2 separate regions of the Mus musculus genome follow, and region 1 is linked to region 2. Evidence: chromatin contacts called from public Hi-C data. All regions are on one chromosome and are shown on one strand. Each heading gives the region's core, a stretch centred on a gene start, on an enhancer-like site or on the middle of the called end of the contact. The rest is flanking DNA. Distances are from core to core; before and after follow the strand shown. Region 1 overlaps Ass1 (argininosuccinate synthetase 1). Region 2 overlaps Gpr107 (G protein-coupled receptor 107).

Region 1 (4,984 bases), core at 1,413-3,912, 290 kb after region 2:
AGGACTGACTGGGGTCTCAGAATTCACACACAGCAGCTTGGTCTGGATATTTAGAATGCTCAGCAGAGTCCCTGGCTTTACGTTCTTGCTGCTCCAAGCTCTTTCCTCACTGAATCTAGCCATTGTGACAATGATATCTGCAGTTACCGCCAAGTCCCTTCAAGGGAATTTCACCTCTAGTTGATAGCTTCTGTTTGAGATCTTAGGGGACACCAGAGTTCTGTCCTATTGGGAAGGATGCTAGATGGGCTATTGGGAAGGATGCTAGATGGGCTATTGGGATTGACTAGTAATGTCTGCCATGAGTGCAGAAGGGAGAGTAACAGTACGGTTGGCTAGAATGAATTAGTGATATATACTACAGCGCAGAAGGAAAGGCAGGCATAGCCTGTTCTGAGCTTATATGGCTATTGGTATGGCTAAGGGCTCCTTGTATTCCCTTTGGACCCCACTCCTTGCTAGGCTCTTTCTCATAGCTGCTCTCCCTTTAGGTGTTCATTGAGGATGTGAGCAAGGAATTTGTGGAAGAGTTCATCTGGCCTGCTGTCCAGTCCAGTGCACTCTACGAGGACCGCTATCTCCTGGGCACCTCTCTCGCCAGGCCTTGCATAGCTCGCAGACAGGTGGAGATTGCCCAGCGTGAAGGGGCCAAGTATGTGTCTCACGGCGCCACGGGAAAGGTAAGGCTATGGATGGCTGGGCAGATCTGGTGACTATAGGAGGGGAGGGAGAGCAGGCTGCTGAGGATCCCAGAGTGGGCCAGGATGAAGGCTGGGCTGCCTGAACAATGGTGGTCCCTTCCATCTGCATGCTGAATCGTCTGTGCTGGGCTCCCAGTGGAAGCCTTGTCACCTGCTTGGTAGACCAGGTTACACATGCCCCAGATAAAGTCACAGCATATGTCACCATGGGATAAAATACAAAGAGCTAAAAAGAGTTGGAGAGCCAGGATTCTAAGGACACCGTATAGCCTGCTCCTTCCAAAGGCCCAGAGGGCTGTGTTTGAAACTGCCCTCCCAGCAGCCCCAGGGACTTGTTCCTTTGCTTGTAGAGGCCTCAGTGGTGCTCCGGTGTCTTTGTGATGTCTGTTCCTATCTCCTTTCCTTGAAAGCTGCCTTCCCAGATAACAGACACCTTAATGCCCTCTCTGAAATCCACTCCTTCTGTGAAGACCAAACAAAGTCACATTCAGAGATCTGGGGACTTGACTCTTTTTTTTTTTTAAGACAGTGTCTCTCTCTATAGCCATGGCTGTCCTGGAAATCTCTCTATAGACCAGGCTAGCCCGAAACTCAGAGATTTGTCTGACTCTGACTCCCCAGTTCTCGGACTAAAGGGTTATACCACCACACCTGGCCGTGGCACCTAGCTTTGAGGATCACCTTAGCACATGTGCAACACAGGCTGAAGAGGACCCCATGGGGATAGGCAGGGCTCCTAATTGCATTGATAACTCCAAAGAGTGGGCCATCAAATTTAGTGGGTGCCATGATAGCAGTCTGAGACAGGACATGCCTAACCATCCTGCCGCCCGTAACCCACAAGGCTTACCACCTTGCTGTATGGGGCTGGTGATGATGCAGGTACAGGAGACATGCAGCTAAGGCTGACGTCAAAGAGCTCACCTGAGGGTGGTCCCAGAAATAGCCAATGACCAGGATGGCACTGGGTGTTTGTGGAAGCTTGGGCACCTTCATCGTCTTAGATTCTGTTCAGCTGGCTTGTGGCAGGAGCGTCAAGGGTAGGGTGCCTCCTGGTCACAGACATAATTGAGTCCCTTAAGTCTATCGCATGCCCTTGGGAAGCCCAATAGAATGGCACCTGATAAGACTACAGAAGGACGGGGGCCAGGAGCTTTGGAGCAGGGGACAGGAGAAAGACTACCCTGTCTTCATGATGTCTGTACTCTGGGGATGAACACAGGTAGACTTAGTGCAGAACCAGGGATCAGTGTCTCTCAGGCAAGAGGCTGTGGCAACAAATGGCCCATGAGGACACAGAGTAGCTATGGGAGAGACAGCAGAGTCTGAGCCCAGCTTGGGCAGTTCTCCCCCAAAGCATATTGGCCAGCAGCTCTCCTGAGTAGTAGCTGTAAAATGGGGGAGACTGGTCAGCCATCTTCCCACCCTGGAGGAGTTTCCTCTGGTACCCAGTCTGCTTAGTTGCATGCTAGGAGACCAAATGAGGCTCCAGTGTGTACCACCTTCCCGAAGACAGCCATGGTGGCAAAGGTGGAAGAAGGTCAGACCTGGGGCTCAGAGTTGTGCACTCAGCTCTGCTAGCATGCCCCAGTGTCGCCATCGAAAGTGAAACTGACACCCAGCTCCTGGACCATTTGGGAGATGGGTGAGGACACAGGTCATTAAGAACAAGCGTCGGCAGAATAAACCTCTGAGGCACTGCATCTTTCCAAATGAGCCGAACTGGCAGCGGTGAACTCCCCACCTTGGGAGGCATGCTGGCCGAAGCCGGAGTCAGGACTCTGAAGGTCCATCCCATGGCAATCAGCTGGGTACAACAAAGAGCTGTACTTCTTTTTGATTCTGTCTTGAGTGAGGCAGAGCCCAGCCAGCCACAGACAAGCCAGCTAGCTGCTGTACAGTGGCTACTCGCTGTGCTATATGCATATATGGCCACTAGAGGGCACCAGAGGCTTATGTTTGAGGAAGCATGGGCACCAGATGATGATGTTGATGACTGCAGCAGTTTTACAGGGCTTCACTCACAGGGCTCTAGATCTTTCCACACGGGTCCCACAGCTGCTTTGATTGAGTCTGGCAGGACCCCACTTTTTATAGGGTAGACCGTCCAACTTGAAATATCTCAGGGCCCCTGAGCAGCAAGAAGACCAGGGAGACCGCCAGGAGCCAGCACCACTTTGGCTCTGCTGTCCCTGGTCTGTGTGTCCTTAGGGATACTCCTATGCCTGTCTCCACATGTACATGGCTCCAAGTGACACACACTCCACCTCTTTCCTGAGCCCACGGTCCCAGGAGACAGTGTCTATCTAAGTAATGGGGAATGAGAGGAGACCTGGAGAGGTCCTGGGCCCAGGCTGGGGATCAGCACTTAGATGCAGTGTCTGACTGCCTGGAGCACACACTGGTGACTGCACATGTGAGAAGCAGTTGTCCCAAGAGAATGGTGGAGATGGTGACGGAGAGGCAGAGCCAGGCTGGGGGATGAGGAAATGCTGAAGGCAGGTCCCAGCAAGAGATTGGCAAAGTCCCGCTGAGGAAGGGGGGACTCCACAGCCAAGGTGTACGCAGGCTACTGGGACGTCAGAGCAGAGAGGGCCTTGGGTAACCTCAAGATTGAGTCTCTGGCCTTTGCGGAAGGTTGGTGATATGCCTGTAGTTATCTTGACCTGGATGGTCTGGGAGCCAAGGCCTGGGGTGGTTCTTATAGCCCGGAACTTGCTATGTAGACCAGCCTGGCCTAAAGCTCAGATGCCCCTGCCTGTCTTCTGAAGGCTGGAATTTAAAGGCTTAGCCAGGCTCCTTGTTTTCAGTGGTCTCACTGTGTGCCCCAGGCTGGTCTTGAACTTGCCATCATTCTGCCTTAGCTTCTCCTTATTTGGAGTCTTTACAATATTATCTATCTATCTATCTATCTATCTATCTATCTATCTATCTATCTTGTGTGTTTGTGTGTGTGCCTAGGTGATGTGTGTGCTACATGTGTGAATTAACCCACAGAGGTCAGAAGAAAGCATTGGATCCCTTGGAACTGGGTTACGGATAGTTGTGAGCCACCATGTAGGTGCAGAAGAACTCGTGTCCTCTGCAAGAGCAGCAAGTGCTCTTAATAGCTGATCCATCTCTCCAGCCCCAACACTGAGATTTTACATGTCCACCATGACTCTTGTATGCCAGGCCATGGTGCAGCCAGATGGTGGCGCTGTGGGACTGAGAGACACTGAGCCAGCAGGGGCGCTGGCAGGATGTGTCAAACATTCTGGAAGAAGGGCAAGAGTTAGCCAATGACACTGTAAGGCAGTGTAGCCCAGGCTGCAGGCACAGCCTGTGCAACAGCCCAGGGACAAGGTGGCACTCTCTCCTCCCAGCGGCCCAAACCAGGGAGCATCATTTACAAAGCCATCTTTCATATCCTTGGTCGCTCCACTGTGAGATGCACAGAGCACGAGTTCCCCACCCTCTAGATTTGAAAGAAAAGACTGGAAATGTGAGCCGAAGACACCGGGGGTGCAGGGGTATTTTTGTAAATGGCACCATCTGCAGGGCTATCCCAGGGCAGATGGAAGGTGCCCCCCCTTCCCTACCCTCCCATTCCCATGGGTGCTCACCATGGTACACGCAATGTACACATGTGTGTGTGGACATGTGTGTGACTTGACAGTGTCCGTCTCCCCATCCCCTACCTAGGCATGTTACTAGGAGCTGCCCTGGCTCGGGAGTCCCTTGCAGGGTTGATAAAGGGAACTCGGAGGCCCTAGGCTCTTGCCTGGGACAGACTTTGAATCAAGAAAGCCTGTTTGTCCAGCTTTTCCAGGTTCTCTCTAAACAGATGGGTGTCCATCCCCCTGCTGTGTCTGGGTCAGCAGACACCAGTCCAGTCGGGCCTGGCTCGGGAGGCACAGGCTGCCTTTTGTGTTGGCGAAACTTGAAGCCGTGGGGAAAGAGTGGGCAGGCCAGGTAGCACTTGGCCATGTACAGCAAAAATCTAAGAGTCAGCTTTGCGCTAGAATGTTCTGGTGTGTGGATCCCAGAGAAAACGCTGCTCTCCACACCTCTGCCTCAGTGTCCCACCTTGATGGGAACAGCGCAGCCCCACCCTGTGGGCAGCCCTACCCATGGAGATGAGCTCACTGCCTGCTCAGGATGGATGTGATGCCTGTGTGACCCTGGGCTCCTCATCTCTAGTCCCCTGGCCCCTGTGACTGCCCTTATGATAGTAATAGGAGGTAGCCAGTGTGGGGACTGACTAGAGGGGTTGGCTGTGGTGCCCTGTGTCCGAGAGGCTT
Region 2 (5,206 bases), core at 2,362-4,861:
CCTAATCCTTCCCAAACAGTCCCACCAGCTGGAGACACAGCACTCAAGTATATGAGCTTATGGGGGGCATTCTCATTCAACCACCGTAAGCATAGAGCTACTAGTGGTCATTTCTTGTCACCTGATCCAGCTCTGAGCAGGTGCCTAATGACAAGATTCCTTGTGCACATTCTGAAAATTGCTGTAAGAGATGAGGTTTTAATAAATATAGAAGAAACCGTATCAGTGGGCCACTGAGATGGAGTTTTATCCCTGGGACCCACATGGGAAAAGGAGAAAACCAATACCAGCAGGTTGTCCTCCGCCATGCACACATGTGCGTGTGCACACACGTACACATTGAGTTCAATACAAGTAAATAGCACTATTAAATTTTTGAAATACTTGATCCAGCCAGCCTTGGTTCAGCACTGTCATAAATCACCTTTATGCTGGTAGCATTGATGTGCTCATTTCTCATGAAGCTGGGTATTTTACTGAGGCTTTAGAAGTGGTTTATCTATAGATAAGAGGGTCAGCCTTAGAACAGGAGCCCTGCCTGCGAATCCCTGGCTCGATTCCCTTGCACGTCCTTGTCTGTCTGCTCAATGCAGGCTTTCCCCTGTGGCTGTGAGCTGTACCTGCAGCTCCAAGTCTTTCTGATTTTATGTCTTGTTCTTTGAGCAGGGATTCACTGGGGAGCTCTGTCCAGCCTGATGCTCACCATAGCTCAGGGTGGTCTTGAACTCTCAGCAGGCCTCCTGTGTCAGCCTCCTGAATGCTGGGATTGCAGGCCTGCACCACAGTGCCTGTCTCCAAGGCACCTTTAATAATGTTACTGTCCCCTGTCTAGACCATAATGGTGGTGATTAGTTATTAGAGACTGGCCTCTTCCAGGTCTGTGAATCTTACCAAGTGCAATGAGCTCGTGTCAAGCCCCAGACCGTCACAGCTGCTAGGAATCAGCAGTCACTTTCTCTGGGGTCCTTTCCCTGCCTAGCAGTGCTGCTAGTCTTCAGAGGGACAGGGGAGTCTGCGGAGTGAGAGCAGAATTGTTTCTCTCGCCCCTCCTGCTGGCCCTGATTCTGCCAGCAGAGGTCCTCTCCCCCCAACCTGAGCACCAGGCCAAGGGTGGACTGACACTGGTCTCTTGTTTTAAGGAGGGGGCTGTCTAGTCATCTGGTCCAGATACTTTGGTTTATAATGGGGCTTGGGTCCCAAGCTTCTAGAGCCATAAATAGAAGCGAATGCAGGCTCGCCCACTAACCTTTGTCTCCGCGTGGTTATTTTTAGGTCAATCAGGCATTTACAAGAAGCCTCCGCCACAGATGGAAAAGGCAAGTGTCTGCTGCTCCCCGTGCTCCTTGGGCTGCACTGACATTCACCCTGACCACCGGGACAGGATCGGGGACAGGAGAGGCAGGGCTGGGACACACTCTGGGGGGCAGCAGGTGCTGTGTTACAGGGAGGCCTGGGGCAACAGCCATGGGTCACTTCTGCTGGCCATTTTCATTGTGATCTTTACTTATTTTCTTAATTACTAAAAAATTTTGTTCTGTTTTTCTTTTCTTTTTTTTTTTTTTTTTTTTGGGTTTTTGGTTTTTTGAGACAGGGTTTCTCTGTGTAGCCCTGGCTGTCCTGGAGCTCACTCTGTAGACCAGGCTGGCCTCACACTCAGAAATCAGCCTGCCTCTGCCTCCCGAGTGCTGGGATTAAAGGCGTGTGCCACCACGCCTGGCTTGTTTTGTTTTTCAAGACAGGGTTTCTCTGTCCTAGAACCCACTCTGTAGATCAGGCTGGCCTGAAACTCAGAGGTCCATCTGCCTGCTCAGATTAAAGATCTTCACCTTTCAAAACCAAATCCAATAGGAAGTCTTGTCTCAGGAGAGACTGTTGGAGTCTGGGAAAGGTCGGAGAGCAGTGGGCTGTGGGAACACTGGGTCTGGGGGTGGAGGTGGCAGCGTGTGGCTTCCTTCTGGCTGCTGCAACACAGTGCATGCCTGTGTTTCTCCAAAGTGAGAGACTCAGGCCAATAAAGCTCTGTGTTGCCTGGTGTCCAGCCCTGAGCTCTGATGTCTGCAGGCGAGCTTGCCTTTGCACCTGATGCCCAGCAGAGAATGACCCATGTGTTTCTGCTCTACACCAGTCTGCGGACTGGCCCACAGGGTGGGGAACAGCTCTTGGAACACATGAAATTGCTCCCCTAGCTGCACCCCAGAACTTCATCACTGAGCAGTTGTTGTTAGAAAAGTATGGATTCATTTTAGACAAAACACGCTAGCTATATATCATTTTCTAGGCTTGATAACGTAGATCACTTTGTTTTATTTTGGGGGTTGTTTAGTGGGTTTGGTGTTGAGATGAAGTACAACGTGGACATTACCACTGAGCTGCCCGTCCTCCCGGCTGTGTCCACAGGACTCCCGGCTTTGAGGGTTCAGTTCTCTTCAAGACCTGACTGTGCTCACTGGGTATTTATGTTCTGTTCAGCTTGGGCCTAGAATAGCCCATACACTGTCCAGGCTTCTGCAGCACTGGGCAGCCCTGTATAGGAGGCGCTCACTGCCCGTCGAGGCCTCCACACGTGCTCAGGGCCAGCTTTGGTTCTCTCTAGTGCTGAGATTCAGACTTCCTGTCATTCCTTCTTCTTTCTTCCCAAGGGCTTTGGCACCCCCTCCCCCCACCACCACCCCGCATCACACCCTCAGCAGCTGGAGCACAGGCAGTTTGTTTGGGCATCAGGCCTGTAACCTTGCCACCCTCTGCAGTGGGCAGAAGAGAGCCTTAGGAATCACCTGGTCTGGGAGAAAGCCTGCCTGGCTATGTTCAGGAGTGTTTTGAGCCCATTGTTGTTGTATGTACATTATATTAAAAGGTGGCATTGCTTTTATAACTTAATGCATAGGGGCTTTTTACAGGGTTTTATTATTATTATTATTTGATTTTTTGAGACAGGGTTTCTCTGTGTGGCCCTGGCTGTCCTGGAACTCACTCTGTAGACCAGGCTGGCCTTGAACTCAGAAATCCGACTGCCTCTGCCTCCCAAGTGCTGGGATTAAAGGTGTGCGCCACCACTGCCCGTCCTCAGTGTATTAAGATGAGATTTTATTTATTCATTCATTCATTCGTTCCTTCATTCCTTCATTTCATGTGCGCATTGTTCTGCCTGCATATAGTCTATATTCCATATGAGTAATTCACAGACAGCTGTGGTACTGTCCTGGGAATTGAACCCAGGTCCTCTGGGGGAGCAGCCAGTGCTCAGAACCGCTAAGCCACCTCTCCAGCCCTTTTTGTGTTTTTGGTTTTGTGTTTTGGTTTTGTTCTTTGAGACCAGTCTCACTGACTACCCTGGAACTCACAGAGATCCTCCTGTCTCATGCTACCTTTCTCCTTGCACGTTTTGGTGTTTCTAAATTAATATCCTAGAGGTAGTGCTCCCCAAGTGGAAAGTTCTGCCTGATTGTCTCCTAGGCTGTGTGGTCCCCTGGTGATGGGATGGCCTTTGGCCCTTTTTTACCATCTTTCGCTACTTGTCATTCTAGCTTCTGCCCATTTTGCTGTCCCTGCTTTGTCCTCCATCTTGTCCTGGGTGTGACTGGAGATTGGTCTGTGATGATTCATCCACAGTGCTCTTGGTTGAGGATGGCAAGAAAGAACTTAGCCTTGGGTAGACAGCACGGCAGGTCCTGCAATGAAGACAGTCTGCAGAAAAGTTATCTTTTTCTCAACCTTCCTAACGCTGCCACTCCTTAATACAGTTTGTCATGTTGTGGTGACCCCAACCATAAAGTGATTTTTTTGCTACTTTATAACTAATTTTGTTACTGTAATGAATGGTAATGTAAACAATTGTGTTTTCAGATGGTCTTAGGTGACCCCTGTGTGTTAAACCCTCAATGGGGTCAGGACCTCCAGCTTGAGAACTGTGGGTGTATAGATCAGGGTCACACGAGGCTGTTCTTCTGCCTTCCACTGGGTGGCAGTATGTGACTTCTCTATTTGTAAAAATGATCTTGCATCCCAGCCTAGGAGTTACACCCTCACAGAACCCCTTGTCCAGAAGAAAGGCGAGTGACAGAATGGGGGACTCTTCTCTACAGGGTGTTTTTGAACTGACCCATAAGTGTGGACTTTACTCTGTTCTTCGAAAAACAACTTCCAGAGTCAAAGAAGCCATGTTCCCATGGAGGAAGTTCCCCAGAGAAGCATGGGTATCAGCATACTGGGCTAGCAGGCCAGGGTCAGTGTCACCACAGTGTGGCCTTGCCTGTGGGGCAGGCGCTGGCTGCTGGTTCCTAGTATGTGGTGGGTCCTCCGGCCCCTTGGCCACTCTCTGTGGGTCTTGCCTGTCTTAGGACAGCCAGCCTCAGTCTGTTGAGGGTGTGGAGGCCCCAGGGTCAGCTGGAGCCTGGTGCTCCACTTCGTCTTCTATTGCCTTGTTCCCTGGCCTTCACCATGACTCCGGCTTGTGTAGGCGCAGTGAGGCTGAGGAAGCGGGAAGATGCTGTTGAGCTGTTGAGCGTGGCTTTTGGAGAATGTTGGTTGGGCTCGTGTGTACCCCTGCTCTCTCGAGTCCCTTTGGCTGAACTTGAAGAAGCCCAGAGGGAAGCGATAAGGAGCAGCTGCCTGAGTCTGCCCTTTTCATTCCCACCACATTGCCGAAGCATCTCTCTGTCCATAGCTTTGAGGCGCCTGGGTGAGTCTCATAAGAGAGTGTGCAGTGGCTCTCTGTGCTCCAGCCAAGATCTACTGGCTGCTTGGCCCTGGAACCTGCAGGATTCTTCCTTGCTCCAACTCTCTGTCTTACAGCACTGGCTTGGGGACATGCTGATAACTTGATTGACGGGCCCTACCTCTAGTCATCCTTTCTTGCCTTCTGTTCCTGAGGGAAAGGCAGGAGAAGTATTCTAAAGAGCCTTCCATTTTACATCCACTTCAGAAAGATGTGGTGATGGGAGAGCTGCAGGCTGGTGGAGGCATGGCCTCATTCTGAGCGACCTCTCCATAGAACACGGTTCCAATACCGTCTTGGGGCTCTTTAGGTCACAGTGGCTTCATAGACCATTTTTAGTACAGTCTTAGTTATTGATCTATTGCTTTGAAGAAACACCATGCCACAACAACTCTTATAAAGGACAGTGTTTAATTGGGGGCTTGCTTACAGTTTGATCATGGCAAGGGACATGGTGGCAGGCATGGCAGCAGGGTGCTGGAGAGCTACATC

What was found. Hi-C and Micro-C count contacts between places; a contact is called where the count stands out from the background.
Region 1: a Hi-C map of stem cell-derived neural stem cells shows a contact between it and region 2, with 5 times the contacts expected there. The contact joins two enhancer-like sites. A contact is called at or near these places in 1 of 39 promoter capture datasets (hippocampal neurons), 1 of 15 datasets of contacts at CTCF or cohesin (the NIH/3T3 cell line), 19 of 484 Hi-C or Micro-C datasets (the C2C12 cell line, cerebellum, cerebral cortex and 11 more), 4 of 115 datasets of contacts at active chromatin or transcription factors (astrocytes, embryonic forebrain, embryonic stem cells and 1 more) and 2 of 9 other capture datasets (adipose tissue and embryonic stem cells).

Annotation. Positions count from the first base shown.
Region 1 is chr2:31,480,484-31,485,467 of GRCm38.p6, forward strand. Ass1 (argininosuccinate synthetase 1) reads left to right here. Exons shown (of 16, transcript NM_007494.3): 5 at 492-680. Among named protein-coding and RNA genes, the nearest start is that of Ass1, 13 kb to the left of the region's middle. Within about 2 kb of position 2,663, at least 6 of the 459 cell types and tissues checked have an H3K27ac peak or open chromatin away from gene starts, as enhancers often do. A contact at or near this core is called in stem cell-derived neural stem cells, where this site is marked.
Region 2 is chr2:31,190,575-31,195,780 of GRCm38.p6, forward strand. It overlaps Gpr107 (G protein-coupled receptor 107), which reads left to right. Exons shown (of 18, transcript NM_178760.4): 14 at 1,273-1,316. Among named protein-coding and RNA genes, the nearest start is that of Gm22516, 3.5 kb to the left of the region's middle. Within about 2 kb of position 3,612, at least 8 of the 459 cell types and tissues checked have an H3K27ac peak or open chromatin away from gene starts, as enhancers often do. A contact at or near this core is called in stem cell-derived neural stem cells, where this site is marked.